Linked DNA regions of Mus musculus: regions 2, 3, 4 and 5 are each linked to region 1. The links are chromatin contacts, called in public HiCAR-type and promoter capture Hi-C maps. All regions are on one chromosome and are shown on one strand. The core of a region is the stretch at or near the end of the contact, and the rest is flanking DNA. Distances in the headings are between cores, read along the strand shown. Region 1 holds the start of Gpr135 (G protein-coupled receptor 135). Region 2 holds the start of Tmx1 (thioredoxin-related transmembrane protein 1). Region 3 holds the start of Trmt5 (TRM5 tRNA methyltransferase 5). Region 4 holds the start of Psma3 (proteasome subunit alpha 3). Region 5 holds the start of 3110056K07Rik (RIKEN cDNA 3110056K07 gene).

Region 1 (2,563 bases), core at 28-2,527:
GACTTCTGGCTTGAAAACCTAGGCCTTGGCTAGGCAAAAAAGCATCCATGTTTCTAGTCCTGTACCCTTCTTCGCGGTTGCGTCCTAGGAGCATGGAAATGTTGGGGTTGCGGATGGCATATATGACCGGGTTGATAGCCCCATTGGCCCAGGTCAGCCAAACAGCCGCCACATTGAGCAGCGAGGGAGCCTGCGTGGCCTGACCCTGCCGGGTCGCGGCCAGCAGCACCAGGAAGCAGTAGGGACCCCAGCAGCACATGACAAAGATAATCATGATGAGCACGGTGGTGGCTGTGCGCACCTCGCTGAAGAAGCGCAGCACGCGCGCGTAAGTGGTCATCGGCCGCACGCGCACGTCCGACAGGCGCACGGTCTTGCAGATGTGGTAGCGGCAGAAACACATCAGTAGGAAGGGCAGCAAGTAGCAAGCCACCACCAGTCCCACGCTGTAGGCGACGCCCAGCTGCGCAGGGTCTGGGGAGGTTCTGTAAAGGCAGCGGTGGAAGCTCTGCGGAGCGGGGGGCTCCCGGGGTGCCCTGAGCAGGTCCCAGGGCAGGGAGAAGCCCAGCGCAGCCAACCACGCTCCTGCCAGCAGCTGCAGCGCGCGCCGCCGGCCCAGCTTGTCCCGCGGCGGCCGCACGATGGCGCAGTAGCGGTCCAGCGAGATGAGCGCCACGCTGAACGTGGATACGATTCCGAAACACGAACTGAAGAAGCGGCTGGCTGCGCAGAAGCTGCGCCAGGGCCCAGAGTCTCCGGGAGGCGCGAATAGATCGAGGAAGGCGGCGGGTAGGCAGAGCAGCGCAGTGAGCAGGTCCGACAGGGACAGCGACAGGATGAAGGCGTTTGTGACCGTGCGCAGCTGCCGATGCTTCACGATCACCCCCATCACCGCGCAGTTGCCCAGGCTAGACAGCAAGAAGATGAGCAGGAGCACGAGCGCCTGGGCGGCCACCGCTGCCCCGTGCCATAGCAGCGGTGCGGGTCCCCGAGACCCCGCTGCCTCCGGCCTGCCCGCATCGCTTTGGTTTCCCAGCGTTACCGTGGCTACGGAGCTGAACGACAGCGCGGCTGCAGTGGCCGTGGAAGCCGCCCCTCCCGGATGCGCGCTACCCTGCAAGGTTGCACTCGCGGCCGGGCGGCCAGGCGGCCGCGCCTGCTCCTCCATGGGGTTCCACGCAGGCCGCCGCTCTGCTCATCCCGCAGCAGGGTGAAAGGTTGTGCGGACCAGAACGGCAGCTGCGGGGAGTGGGTGGGACTCGGTCACCACTCGGGACTGGTGGAACCTTGACGTGGGTTCTAGGCGTTGCCGAGGGAACCGCCTATTTACGCAGGAACGCGGGGCGGGACGCTAGCGGTGTACCCCAGGAGAGCCGGCCCACCTTATCTCCTTTCCCAGCCTGAGGGTGACCAAGCCACGGGTCTGCTAGTCTGAGAGAAGGCATGGTTCACCTCTGGCACCCCGGCAGGCCGGAGAAAGCCAGACCACCCCGCAAACGAATGGCAGATTCAGCTGAGGCGCTCTTGCTCCTTCCTGTCCAGCACAGATGCCCTGGTGGGGAGGGGATGCTGCTGTGGGCGTCTCTGGCCTCCACAGGTAGGAAAGGAAAAAGAGTCCACACCTGGAGATCTTGAACATGGTAGGGGTGGGGTATTCTAGTACCTCTGCATTTTGAGTGGGCAACAGAATCAGTCATGCTACAAGCGACTAGGTTCTAATCTCAGTTTCAGACAATGTAGCTCTGGGATGAGTACCAAGAATTCATATTGATAGTGAGGATGATGATGATCCAAGGGCCACATTTGGAAAATCACTGCTGGAACAAATTTGTTTCAGTAGACTCCTTGCTCACATTGAACATTCCTGAGGTTGGGCTTCCCGCTTAAGCCTGTTTCTGAACAGGTGTTCTCAAGGACTGGAATGTGGATCTAGGAAGGAAGATGTCATTACTGTTCAAGGGCCGGGGCTTTGGATGGTAACTAGTTAAGTGCATTTAAAGGTTTCTCAGAATCAGCCTTACAGCGTCTGGGCTAGATCATCACGTTTGTGTTCTTTGTTGGTAGGGGCTGTTCCATTCGAGGATGATTGACAGTATTTTTGTATCCACCATTGGATGGCAGCAGCTGCAACAACCCAAATAAACAGCAAATAAAAGACCCTGCCCCATAAGACTTTAAGTCTTAGGAAAACACAAATACATTACAAGATGAGTGTTTTATTTTAATAGGAAATTCAATGGAGATCGTTGCTAGAGGAGTAGATAAAAACTTTTTATGCCAAACCACATTGGACTATTGGGGTCCGGGTGGGGGTGGGGAGCAGAGGAGGAGAAGGAAGAAGAGATACAGTGAATGCAAACGTGGTGGCAAGAGGTTAACCCTGAAGGTGACAGTGTCTGAATTCCAGGCTCCATGCAAGTGGTGTGGGAGGTGGTAAATGGGAGATGTGTAAGGTTTTCACGGGACAGCATTTATGTGCTGTACTGTGGAGACTGAATGTTATGGAGGTGTGGTAGTTCGAATATGCTTGGCCCAGGGAATGGCACTATTTGGAGGTGTGGCC
Region 2 (2,563 bases), core at 45-2,544, 1.6 Mb before region 1:
TAAAGACTATACACCACTAGAAGTCCAGAAAAGTAGATCCTGCTGGTCTACACTGCACCTAGAATAATGACTGAGGCTGCTTGTGCCCAGGAGAGTCAGTTCTGAACTCTCCCCAAAGAAATGACTTTATTAAATAAGAGTATGGAGAAACGGTCAGGCCTAAAGTCACTCCAAAAAAATAAAAAAAGTTTTCCTTAAGTAAGAACAAGATGCCAGTGCATAAGCCACTTAGTTCACCAGAGAGACCTAAGAAAAGAGACAGTGAAGAATCATCCTGGGCTTAAAATAAATTTCAACCACTGACCTCAAAACCATCTGCCAAAATGTATTAGGCTGTGGAACAATGTATGCTCTGAGAATTAAAACAAAACAAAAACAAGTTATCGGTGAGCACTTCATGTAATATTACAGCTGGAAATAAGTGAGGCAAACACATCCCAAAAAGTGATATGGAATGAGCCCTGCTAAAACCACTATCGCCCAGATGACCCACCCAGGGCTGTAATCTCTGAGAAACAGACTTCACTAGAATTGCCTTGCCAACTCACTAAACAATCAAACAACAAGAGGAACAGAAGATGGAGAGCCACAAGGGGAATCAACATCTAGAATTACAGACCCTAAAACCCTAGTTTCCAAGAAGAGATTTTTGAGTTGTGCAAAGACAGGAAAATATAACCCATATACAGGAAAGCAAAGAACAGGCAATAAAAACTACCTCGGAGAGCCAGGGGGTGACAAAGCCTCATTACGAATGTGTTAGAGGAAATTCGGGGACTCATGCTTAAAGAGTTAAAATAAGTCAGTCAACAGGGACAACACAAGATTCAATTAGTAAAGTAGCCAGGACAAAAAGTAGATGCCTGTTTGCCTAGGGCCAGGGTAAAGGGGCTGGTGACCTCCTCCTACATTCGTCTAACTGGTGATATTTTGAAAGGGGAAAGTTCCTGAGAAAACTGTCATAGTGACCTTACTAGGCACTGGTGGGCACGACAGGGTCACTCATCTCTAGAGCATCACCCTGATCCCTCCGCCTACCGCCCCTTCTAGGGCTTTTCGAGGGACCACAGCCGGCAAGCGCCTCTTCAGTCGTGAGCTCCGAGATAGACGCATTTCCCGCTTTCCCTCTCCATCTCCCGCAGGAGGAACAGGGCCCGGACATGCGCACTGAGTTGCTGGCGGGGAGTGGGTGGGGCTCGCGCGCCTGGCTGGCTCCTTGTGCGCATGAGCGGAGCGGCCGCCAGAGCGGAAGTGGAGCTGCGGCGGGGAGGTGGAGCGGGAACGCGCTGAGGCTGGGTGAGCGGCTGACATGGCGCACTTGGGGCGTCTTATGGTTCCCCTGGCAGCTCTGGTCCTGCTGCTCTGGGCGGTCCCTGGGGCCCACGGACGGCGGAATAACGTGCGCGTCCTCACCGATGAGAACTGGACGTCGTTGCTGGAAGGAGAGTGGATGATAGAATTGTGAGTGCGGGGCGCTTGTCTGGGTGGCGGTGGCCTCCGCCGCCCCGTCCCTCAAGCTGGACACCTGACCAGCCCATCTTCCTCGGCCAGGTCTTGAGGTCCCAGCCTTTGCCGCCCCCAGCTCCAGGGTCATTTCCTAACCGGGAATATTACTTTTCTATCTAAGCGTGCACTGAGCCTCGTCGTTGCTAAGCACTGTGGTGCGATTAAAGGATTACGAGCTACATCGAATTCTCTGGAACAGACTAGCGGATTTGAGGGTGGGATTGGGTTGCGATGGAGGTCTTGGCTGTTTCTATAGACTTTTAGTGATCTTTTGTAGACATCCAGACTTTAAGTCTCCAAATTTTTACAAAAGTTGATATTGAACAAAATCTTGCTTTTAACCTGTCATTCGGAAATTGCTATGTTTATTCGGAAATTGGTATTTGTAATGCCTGAATTTTGAGCTCTTTATTTATTTTTATTTTGTGAGTTAGTTTTTTTAAATTGTAAATGCCAAATAAATGGGAATATATTAAAATCTTTATTTTCTTTTTTTTTCTTCTTGCCTACATTCATTTCTTTTGATATGAACCTCATTTTTCCTTGACCGGTGCGTTTGCAATTTAGAGAATGGCTTGAATTGTGATTTACAGGCCTGCGAATGGTATTGCACATGCATTAGTATGATTATTGATAGGCCCTTTAAATACTCCAGTTCATCATTTACTATTCAAACAAAATCACTTATCTTGTGTGATAATTCTACTTCAACAGTGTCCGCCGTCCTGCTGCTGTAGGAAATAAACTACCTTTGGCCTTTGTCTTAGATGATAAATTAGTGGAATGGTTAATTGACAGTGTTCCTGATACGGCATTATTGATGTGGCGAAAGCACCACCATTGAATGGTCATTGTTTACTGACACTACCCAGTATCTTTACATATGTTTTGGGGTGGGTAATTATTCTACATAATTCCTTATAGTAGATAACCACTCCCATCCCCTGCTTTACCGATTGGCCTGTTCAGATGCTGTCATAGTAGCTTTGTTGGGCTTCAAGAGTAAATATATGCAAGCGTTGTTAGCAACCCTTAAGCAAGATTCTGGTGTTTGCCT
Region 3 (2,563 bases), core at 22-2,521, 1.2 Mb after region 1:
ATGATCACTGTCCCTGGTAAATAATACATTTGCATTTTCAGTCTATTTGCCCCTATAACAGAAAAATTAGTGGTCTAGCAATCTCCCTATACCCAAAGAACTCTGCTCACAAATTTCGACAGAATACACATAGAATAGGAAGTATGAAATTTGAGTTAAGGGTCATCTCTAAATGAAATGATCACTATATGTGATGCCACCAATGGTAATACTTACTGGGATATTCTTAGGAGATCTTATTTTATTTATTCAACGGGCTGTTGTATCAGAAGCTGTGTTATGAAGTTTGTAAGCTAAGGGGTAAGTTAATCACCCAAAGTTATGTGGCTGCTAAGTGGCTTGGCAAGGCTTAAACGTTCATTAAGGTCTTAAAATGTAGCTCACTGGTAGAAAGCTTGCCTAGCACGCATGAGGTCCTGGGGTCATCCCTAACAGCACATAATATCAGGCATGGTGGTGCCTACCTGTAATCTCAGCATGAGGAAATAGGAGGATTAAAAGTTCAAGGCCAGCCTGGGATGCATTTGAGACCAGACCTCAAAAACAAACAAACAAACAAACAAACAAAAAAAAAAACAAAAGCTTGGTTAAAAATGACCTGAAAGCTGGGGATACAGTTTAGCTAGAAGTGTACCTAGCAAGCACAAGCAAATTCATGGGCTTTCAGCACTACATAGCCTGGGCACAGTGGTGCAGGCACTCAGAAAGCAGATCAGAAATTAAAGTCATCCTCCAGGTTGGTCTGGATACATGAGATTTGTCCCTTCCCATATGACCTTAGTATACTGTTAGGATGTCTATCATAGTGTACTGCCATATGCCATGCCTATAACTAAAAGCTTCAGTATTTTGACAAGGCTTTACTGTGTTGTTTGAAGTAAATGTAGGCGTCCGTTTTCCATCTGTAATATGTGGTTTAAACTATGAAAAGATTTTTGTGGTAATGGGAACCTAATCCCGGCACTTCTCATGCTATCCAATCCTACCACTGGGTGCATCAGCCCTCACCATGCATTTGACCAGCCCCCTACCCAAGGGCTCCGGCCTCGGCTTAGCGGCCGGTGGACAAGGAGATGAATGACCTGGTGGCCTTTTTGCGCTCATTGGGCAAGAAAGAAGAGCACGAGTCCCGCCGCGGTACCGTCAGGTTTTCTACATCACCCGGGACACTACTGCCCCCTCACCAGCTGCACCTTTCCAGGGCCAGCGTCACCCGAGGCCGGCTTCAGACCCGAACCCCTCACCTCATGCTCTGGTGCAGCTCGGAAATAGGGCGTCGGAGGCTGGTGACGTCATCACTGCTGGCCGCGAAGGCAGCGTAGAGTCCGACCCTGTGGACTCGCACCTCTCTTCCGGGCCCGCGATTTGCTACGAGAGCCCGGAAGGGCCAAGCCCGTAGCTCCGCCTCTGAAGCCGCTCAGCCGGGGCGCTTGGGGTTAGGGGAAGCGGCTCCGTGATTTACTTAGCAGTCGGTCGCGGAGCACCATGCAGGCGTCCCGGCACAGCATCCAAGCGGAGCCAGGCTGGTACGTCTCTGCCCAGCAGCCAGAGGAGGCGGTGGCTGCAGACGAGTGGAGTCCGTTGCTAAGCAACGTAAGTGGGCTTTACTGGCTGCGCTGGGTTCCTGTGCGCTTCGGTATCTTTCAGGGCTTGCAAGAGGAGCCTTGGACTGCAGGGGACTGACCCTGGGGTGGGGCCCGAACCACTGACCCCAGGCGAGTTTGGAATGTGGCAGCAGCATGGAGCACTCAGTCAATAGTGAGAGGCTTGGAACACCAGCGGGATGAGCCTCGGTTTTGTGACTCACCATTGCTTTGTGTCATTGTCGCCTCTGTCTCCTCTAGCCTTGTGAGGTCTTGCAAGAACATCACACGATGTTTCTTTTCTGGATTTAATCATGGGGCCAAGGGAAAGATGAGCTATAGGCACTTTAATACTCAAGTCCCTGTAAGTGAAGATGAGGAGAGGTCTCTGGTAATGTGCACATTGCTCGTCCTTAACCTAAAGCCGGTGTAGTGGGCTGTGTGTGCCCGGGGGCCCCGGAGCCTCTTCGGTCTTGAATGTCCAGCCTAGGAGGGCCTTGGGCATGCTAGAAAAACTCCCTAACTCAGAGCTGCTTTCCAGTCCTGCCACTCCACTTTTTATGAATCCCTGGACTGTAACAGCTGATGGTTTGGTTTATGTTGTCCCTGTAAGATATTCCTGCTAATCGACTTAATTCATTAGGCATATAAACAAAAGGTTAGTTTATTGCGGTCCTCGTACTTGAGGAAGAAGAGTTAGGGACAGAAGTTCCATGCTGACACTGGGATTCTTCAGGAAGCACGTGACTGAGGCCCGTTCCTCCTCTGTCTCCACCCTATCTTGATCTCTTGAAGTCACAAGGCTGTGGCTCCCACTGAAGCCAGCTGGGCCCTGCATGGGAGGAAGTAATTTTCCTGGAAGACTCGTTTCCTTGAGTTGCACCAATAGGTCAGAACGGAGGGAAAGGAACAAGTGTTATGTCCAAATGTGCTTTTCCTTGGGGTAATAACTCCTATGACGGAAAGCAACTTGGGAAGGG
Region 4 (2,563 bases), core at 21-2,520, 1.1 Mb before region 1:
GGCTCTTATATTGCAAGCTGGCCTCCCGTCCCTGCCTTCTGCATCACCCTGCTGGAAAATATTTTCTAGCTATATAAAATAAAAGTCTCCAGATATTTATTTATTTTGTTTTTTTGAGACAGGGTTTTTCTGTATAGCCCTGGCTGTCCTGGAACTCACTTTGTAGACCAGATTGACCTCGAACTCAGAAATCCGCCTGCCTCTGCCTCCCGAGTACTGGGATTAAAGGCGTGTGCCACCACGCTCGGCTCAGATATATTTTTTTAAATAAAAATATTTCTAACGTTGTATTTACAATTGGGATTTAAAATCCACCCACCACTAGGTCAGGTTCCATGCCCACTCCTTTGATTTATCTGTTGCCCTCCCTCCACTTAATACTTAAGATCATAACCTGATAGTTGTTAGAATGAGCCGAGCAACTGGAGTCCCCCAAGCCACCTTAGCCTTTCCTAACGCTAAGTCTCATAATCTTCCTAGTAGGAATGAAGATATTCTAAAGAAGCTCTTGTGCTCCTCTTTTTGATAAGACTCCAAGAAACTGGAACTTCTCCAGGAATTACATGCTGGGTGAAAGAAGGCTGAAGCCTGCCTGGTTCCAGCCAGAGGGACAGCTTTCTCTCACACATAGATTTCACACCACCTTGCAGGAGAGGCTAAAGTTGAAACCATGATGGAAAAGGTATCACACCTTGACCGAGGCTGCTTAGTTATGCACAGCAGTTGAACCAAACGTCATGTTCGGACTCTGATGATGAACTTGGTCGGAGGATGGGGGGGTCAATTGCCTCCTTTTGTTCCTTTTCCTTTTTTTTTTTTTTTTTTTTTTTTTTTTTTGGTGTTTTTGAGACAGGGTTTCTCTGTGTAGTCCTGGCTGTCCTGGAACTCACTTTGTAGACCAGGCTGGCCTCGAACTCAGAAATCCGCCTGCCTCTGCCTCCCGAGTGCTGGGATTAAAGGCATGCGCCACCACGCCCGGCTTTGTTCCTTTTCCTAAGGTGGGTTTTTCCTTCCCCGACTTTTAAGAATTCCTGTCTGTGTGGGCTACAGAGGACAGGTGCCCAAGCCTGTCCTCCTTAGGATTATTAGCTACTTAGGACTATTAGGAACTAGGCTCTGACCTTAGCTCTTCCAATACCAGTTTCAGTTGACACAGTAGCAACTTCTCCAGGGAACCGCCTCTATGGTTTCTGCGCACGCGCGCTCTCTGCTTTTTTTTTTTTTTTTTTTTCCCCCTACAGTTTTCGTCCCAGCCCACGGAACAAGCCGCAAGAGGAAAGGCTATTGGTGGAGAGCGCAGCCAATGGGCGAGCCTGTTACTAGCCTGCGCCGTGTGCGGCGTAGGAGCGGCGCTTGAGGCCTGGAAGCGTTCCGCGGCCTGCCGGGTCAGCACCATGAGCTCCATCGGCACTGGGGTGAGTCTCTCCGCGCCGTCTCTTCCAGTTCGGGGTTGAAGGCAGTGAGGAAGCCCGGCTGCGGCTCGGAGGGCCGCTGGATCCCCGGCGCTGCCCGAGTCCTGGGGACCCGCGGCCTCTGTCTCGGTGACCCCGGCTCCCGCGGCGGTTCGGGCCGGTCCTGTCCGCCCCCGTGCAGCGACAGCCCCGGGTGCTGAGTCACTTTAGTCTCATGCTTAAGGAAACTGAAAGTGGAGACTCGCGGGCCTGCCGCAGTGCGAGCTCCCCGGCTCGACCCTCGAACGGCCCCTTGCAAGCCCCTGCTGGTCGCAATGCCTCGGCCGGATCGCCGAGTGCGTCGTGCGGCCGCCGCCGGCCCATGCAGGTGCTGCGGAGCTGTGTGCTGCGGTGCTGCTGACTCACAGGCCTGCCCGGGCTTCCCGGACGGAACCTAGTTAGTGGACGTTCCCTGGAAACGGGACACCACCTAGAAGAAAGGCTGGATCTCATGAGTCCTTGCCTTTCCTTTGCGTTCTGCTTTTCGCGAACAAGCTATTTTAAGCGAGTCTGTAAGCATTTAAAGGGTTATCTATGGGCCTAAGCGCCTCCGATTTGTAAGGAGTATTGAGGATTTGCGAGCTGGACTTTAATTTGTTGGGGCTAAATACACCCAGTGTGTGCAGCGATTTACCCCACCTTTCCTTTGTCTCCATATAGAACTACTTAACAGTCTCGATTATTTGCAGTAGAGGTAATGAATGAATAATGCGTTTCTTGGTTATCCTTGTTTCCCCCATTATTTTGATGCTCACCAAGTGTGGTGCACCCCTTTAATCCTAGCACTTGGGAGGTAGAGGTAGGAGGATCTCTGAGTTCGAGGCCAGCCTGGTCTACTTAATGAGTTCCAGGACAGCCAGGACTATGTAAAGAGACCCTGTCTTTAAAACAAAACACGCGCGCGCGCACACACACACACACACACACACACACAAACAAAATAAGATTTGCTGCTCAGAATTAAACTCGCATACTGTGTTCTTATGCTTAGAATTAAGTGGTTACAAGATATTAATACTATGTAATACTTTTGGGATAAGTGCTCAATAATATGTCTCAGCAAATTGGCTTTGCAGTTGTAGTAATGTTATCCTCTGTCAGTGGTCAATCCA
Region 5 (2,563 bases), core at 34-2,533, 1.1 Mb before region 1:
ACTCAACCATTTTCTAGTTTTGTGCATCACCAAAACTAAGCAGATTTTAAAAAGATAGACATGACTTAGTAAAACTACCAAAATACACTTCACAATCTTAACAAATTTTGAAAAAACAAAAACAACAAATATTAACTAGTTGATATGGCGTTAGTTCAGACGTACTCAACTGTGCAATTTACTGGGGTTAACATTTCACATTTTAATTTAGGGCATAAGCTGTTGCCCAATTGTTAAGTTTTGTGTCATTTAACAAGACAATGTGCTGACGACAGAATCCATGTCTATCTGGTCCAGAAAACCCTTTCATCTAAGAAACTGTCGTTCCTTCCTGAAGCATTAATACTTTCTTCGAAAAAATAGTATAGTATTCGCCTCATGCAGTGACAAGAGTCGCTTGTCTAAGGTCATAGTGGCAGCAGCGTCTGTCCTGGCAGGCACATTCCTCAGCATTCCGAAAGCCGGGGCTTCCACGTTTCCTCCAAGCTTCACAGTTGGAGGAAATAACTCTTCTTCCCCACGCAAGACGTTTCTAGAAACCACACCTCCTCCGTCTTTTACCAAGGTGGCTGCCACCTTGGGCCCCTGGTGTCTGCAGACCGCAACCCAGCTTCCGAAATGCAATGTCAAAGGGAGACAGAGCTATGCCGGGAGGAAGGGGGGGGGGTGTCAGTAAAATCCCGCCATCCCGAGTGAAGGGGCGCAAAGGGCCGCTTACTCACCTACACGTGCGCCCCCGACCTCGCCCCCTTCCTCCACGCCCCCCCAGCCACGCTCCGCCGCCGGCGGACAGCGGCTCCCATGGCCGCCCTCGCTTCCGGTGCTCCCAGCGCTGCGCCACCCCCGAGGCCACCCGACACCGGGAGCCTCCGACAGACCTCTCGGACGACTCCGTGACTCCTCCACCCTTCGCTAGGCGTTGTCCTGGAGGGAAGGGTAAGCCGGTGCCACACTGAAATAAACCTACCCGAGAGAGTCCGCGTCCTTCCCTCCAGACACAGAAAATGGGATAGAGCTGCGGGCTGCTGCTGCCGGGACAAAATGGCGCCGGGGAACCGGTTAGGCGCAGGCGCCTGGGGAAGAGCCGGCTCCGCCCCCGTGAAAAACCCTGGCTGCAGTTCTGGATTCCGTTTCCATGGGACACGCCACCGCCCAATCCTCGTGCGGAACTGCTCTTCCTGACCCCTTGTTCTCCAATCAGTGTTCAGTCAAGCACATCCGGAGTCGGCTCCTCCAATCAAATTTTTGGGCTCTCTTACTCAATCCTCTATCCTCCAATAACGTGCGTGTTCGGATACAGCCAATCAGAAGTGGAAGCTATCCTACCTGCTGTTTTCCGCACCAATCATGGAAGTTTCCCAGCTACATCCAATGAGAAAGGCAGACAGCGAGCTCCAATCCGAAGCTATTCGGCGTCATGAGCAGCCAATAGGAGTTCGTGTAGAAGCGAGTCTGCTCAACAGCTTGTTATTTGGTGGATTGTGGCAGTAAATCGGGGCGAGTGGGGGAACCCGGCGCAGGAACTGCCGCTGCGGCCGGGAGCGGTGCTGCCCGGACGGGGACCCACGGCGATCAGTGGGGCGGCAGACTGGAGAGCTGACAGCGCTCTGCACCCGCAGTAGGTAGGTAGTCAGCGGGGGCCGCTGAATGGGCAAAGCGGCGGGAGCAGCTGCTGCCGCGATGGGGTCCCGGTGCAGTTGGGAGCTCCGCAGGCTGAGAGGGGGATGCAGGGCGGGCTGTGCCCGGGGCGCCGGGCAGCGATCGGGTCCTGGAGTCGCGGCGGCAACTGCGGGCACGACCGCCTCCGCCGCCTCCCCGGGAAAATGGCTGTGGGGCTGGCCGCGCCGCTAAGTTTGCTTTGGAGGAGCGGGCTGCCGGGAGAACCGGCCCCCAACTCTGCTGTGCTTCTTTGGCGAGGACCCGCTGCTGGACCGCGGAGATCGGGGTGCCCGCGCCTCTCCGGGCTGTACAAAAAGTTGAGGCGGGCGCGGGAGGAGACGGCCGCTGCGGCGGTGCGGCTCGCTCCCCTCCCACACCCTGTCCTGCCGCCTCCCCGCCCCGCGCCTCCCCCGCCGGGTCCCCCCGCGCCGGCCGCCGCCGCAGGCCGCCGCCCCTGCCCCCCGGGTGAAGGAGCGCTTCTCCTTCCTGACATGGTGCAGAGCGGAGGCAGGAGAGCAATGGCGCCGTGACACTCCGTTGCCGCCGCCGCGGGCCGGGCCGGGGCGGGCCAAGGGGGCCGAGCGGCGGAGGCGGGGCGCGCGCTAGAGTCGGGGCCCGGCGGGGCGCGGACCCGGGAGGCCGGGGCGCAGGGGGCTGCGAGTGGCCGACGAGGCGGGGGCGCGGTGGGCCGGCCGGCCGGGCAGGGGCGGGACGCGCTGCCCTTTGGCGCGCGTGGGGCTCACTGCCCGCCAGGCTTTGGCTGCCCGACGGGGGTCTGTCCCGGGGGCCGCGGAGCTCGGCCCCTCCCCGCCTGCATTTGTTTACTTTCTTTCCGGGTCTCACCCCGCCTTGGACTGATCCTCTGCCTCTCTTTTCCCTGCTTTGGCTCTAGCGCCCGGGAAGA

What was found. HiCAR-type assays count read pairs that join an accessible place to other places. Capture Hi-C pulls out chosen DNA fragments and counts their contacts.
Region 2: a promoter capture Hi-C map of adipose tissue shows a contact between it and region 1, with 4 times the contacts expected there. The contact joins the promoter of Tmx1 here to the promoter of Gpr135 in region 1. A contact is called at or near these places in 3 of 39 promoter capture datasets (liver and pre-B cells) and 1 of 9 other capture datasets (adipose tissue).
Region 3: a contact with region 1 is called in a promoter capture Hi-C map of adipose tissue. The contact joins the promoter of Trmt5 here to the promoter of Gpr135 in region 1. A contact is called at or near these places in 2 of 39 promoter capture datasets (neutrophils and pre-B cells) and 1 of 9 other capture datasets (adipose tissue).
Region 4: a contact with region 1 is called in a HiCAR-type map of astrocytes, with 2.9 times the contacts expected there. The contact joins the promoter of Psma3 here to the promoter of Gpr135 in region 1. A contact is called at or near these places in 4 of 115 datasets of contacts at active chromatin or transcription factors (astrocytes, microglia, pro-B cells and 1 more).
Region 5: a HiCAR-type map of astrocytes shows a contact between it and region 1, with 3 times the contacts expected there. The contact joins the promoter of 3110056K07Rik here to the promoter of Gpr135 in region 1. A contact is called at or near these places in 7 of 39 promoter capture datasets (the 3T3-L1 cell line, embryonic stem cells, frontonasal cranial neural crest and 2 more), 3 of 484 Hi-C or Micro-C datasets (CD8 T cells, embryonic stem cells and muscle stem cells) and 3 of 115 datasets of contacts at active chromatin or transcription factors (astrocytes, embryonic stem cells and neural progenitor cells).

The regions. Positions count from the first base shown.
Region 1 is chr12:72,069,824-72,072,386 of GRCm38.p6, forward strand. Gpr135 (G protein-coupled receptor 135) reads right to left here and starts at 1,278. Exons shown (of 1, transcript NM_181752.2): 1 at 1-1,278. The coding sequence starts at 1,168. It overlaps Gm3225 (predicted gene 3225), which reads left to right and starts at 1,351. Exons shown (of 2, transcript NR_168042.1): 1 at 1,351-1,597; 2 at 2,065-2,192. It also overlaps a transcript of L3hypdh not described here.
Region 2 is chr12:70,451,860-70,454,422 of GRCm38.p6, forward strand. It overlaps Tmx1 (thioredoxin-related transmembrane protein 1), which reads left to right and starts at 1,295. Exons shown (of 8, transcript NM_028339.1): 1 at 1,295-1,461. The coding sequence starts at 1,310.
Region 3 is chr12:73,285,440-73,288,002 of GRCm38.p6, forward strand. It overlaps Trmt5 (TRM5 tRNA methyltransferase 5), which reads right to left and starts at 1,272. Exons shown (of 5, transcript NM_029580.3): 1 at 1,245-1,272. The coding sequence starts at 1,249. Slc38a6 (solute carrier family 38, member 6) reads left to right here and starts at 1,409. Exons shown (of 16, transcript NM_001037717.3): 1 at 1,409-1,593. The coding sequence starts at 1,486.
Region 4 is chr12:70,973,353-70,975,915 of GRCm38.p6, forward strand. Psma3 (proteasome subunit alpha 3) reads left to right here and starts at 1,271. Exons shown (of 11, transcript NM_011184.5): 1 at 1,271-1,415. The coding sequence starts at 1,395.
Region 5 is chr12:71,014,540-71,017,102 of GRCm38.p6, forward strand. 3110056K07Rik (RIKEN cDNA 3110056K07 gene) reads right to left here and starts at 1,284. Exons shown (of 4, transcript NR_045055.1): 1 at 968-1,284. It overlaps Arid4a (AT rich interactive domain 4A (RBP1-like)), which reads left to right and starts at 1,428. Exons shown (of 24, transcript NM_001081195.1): 1 at 1,428-1,622; 2 at 2,552-2,563.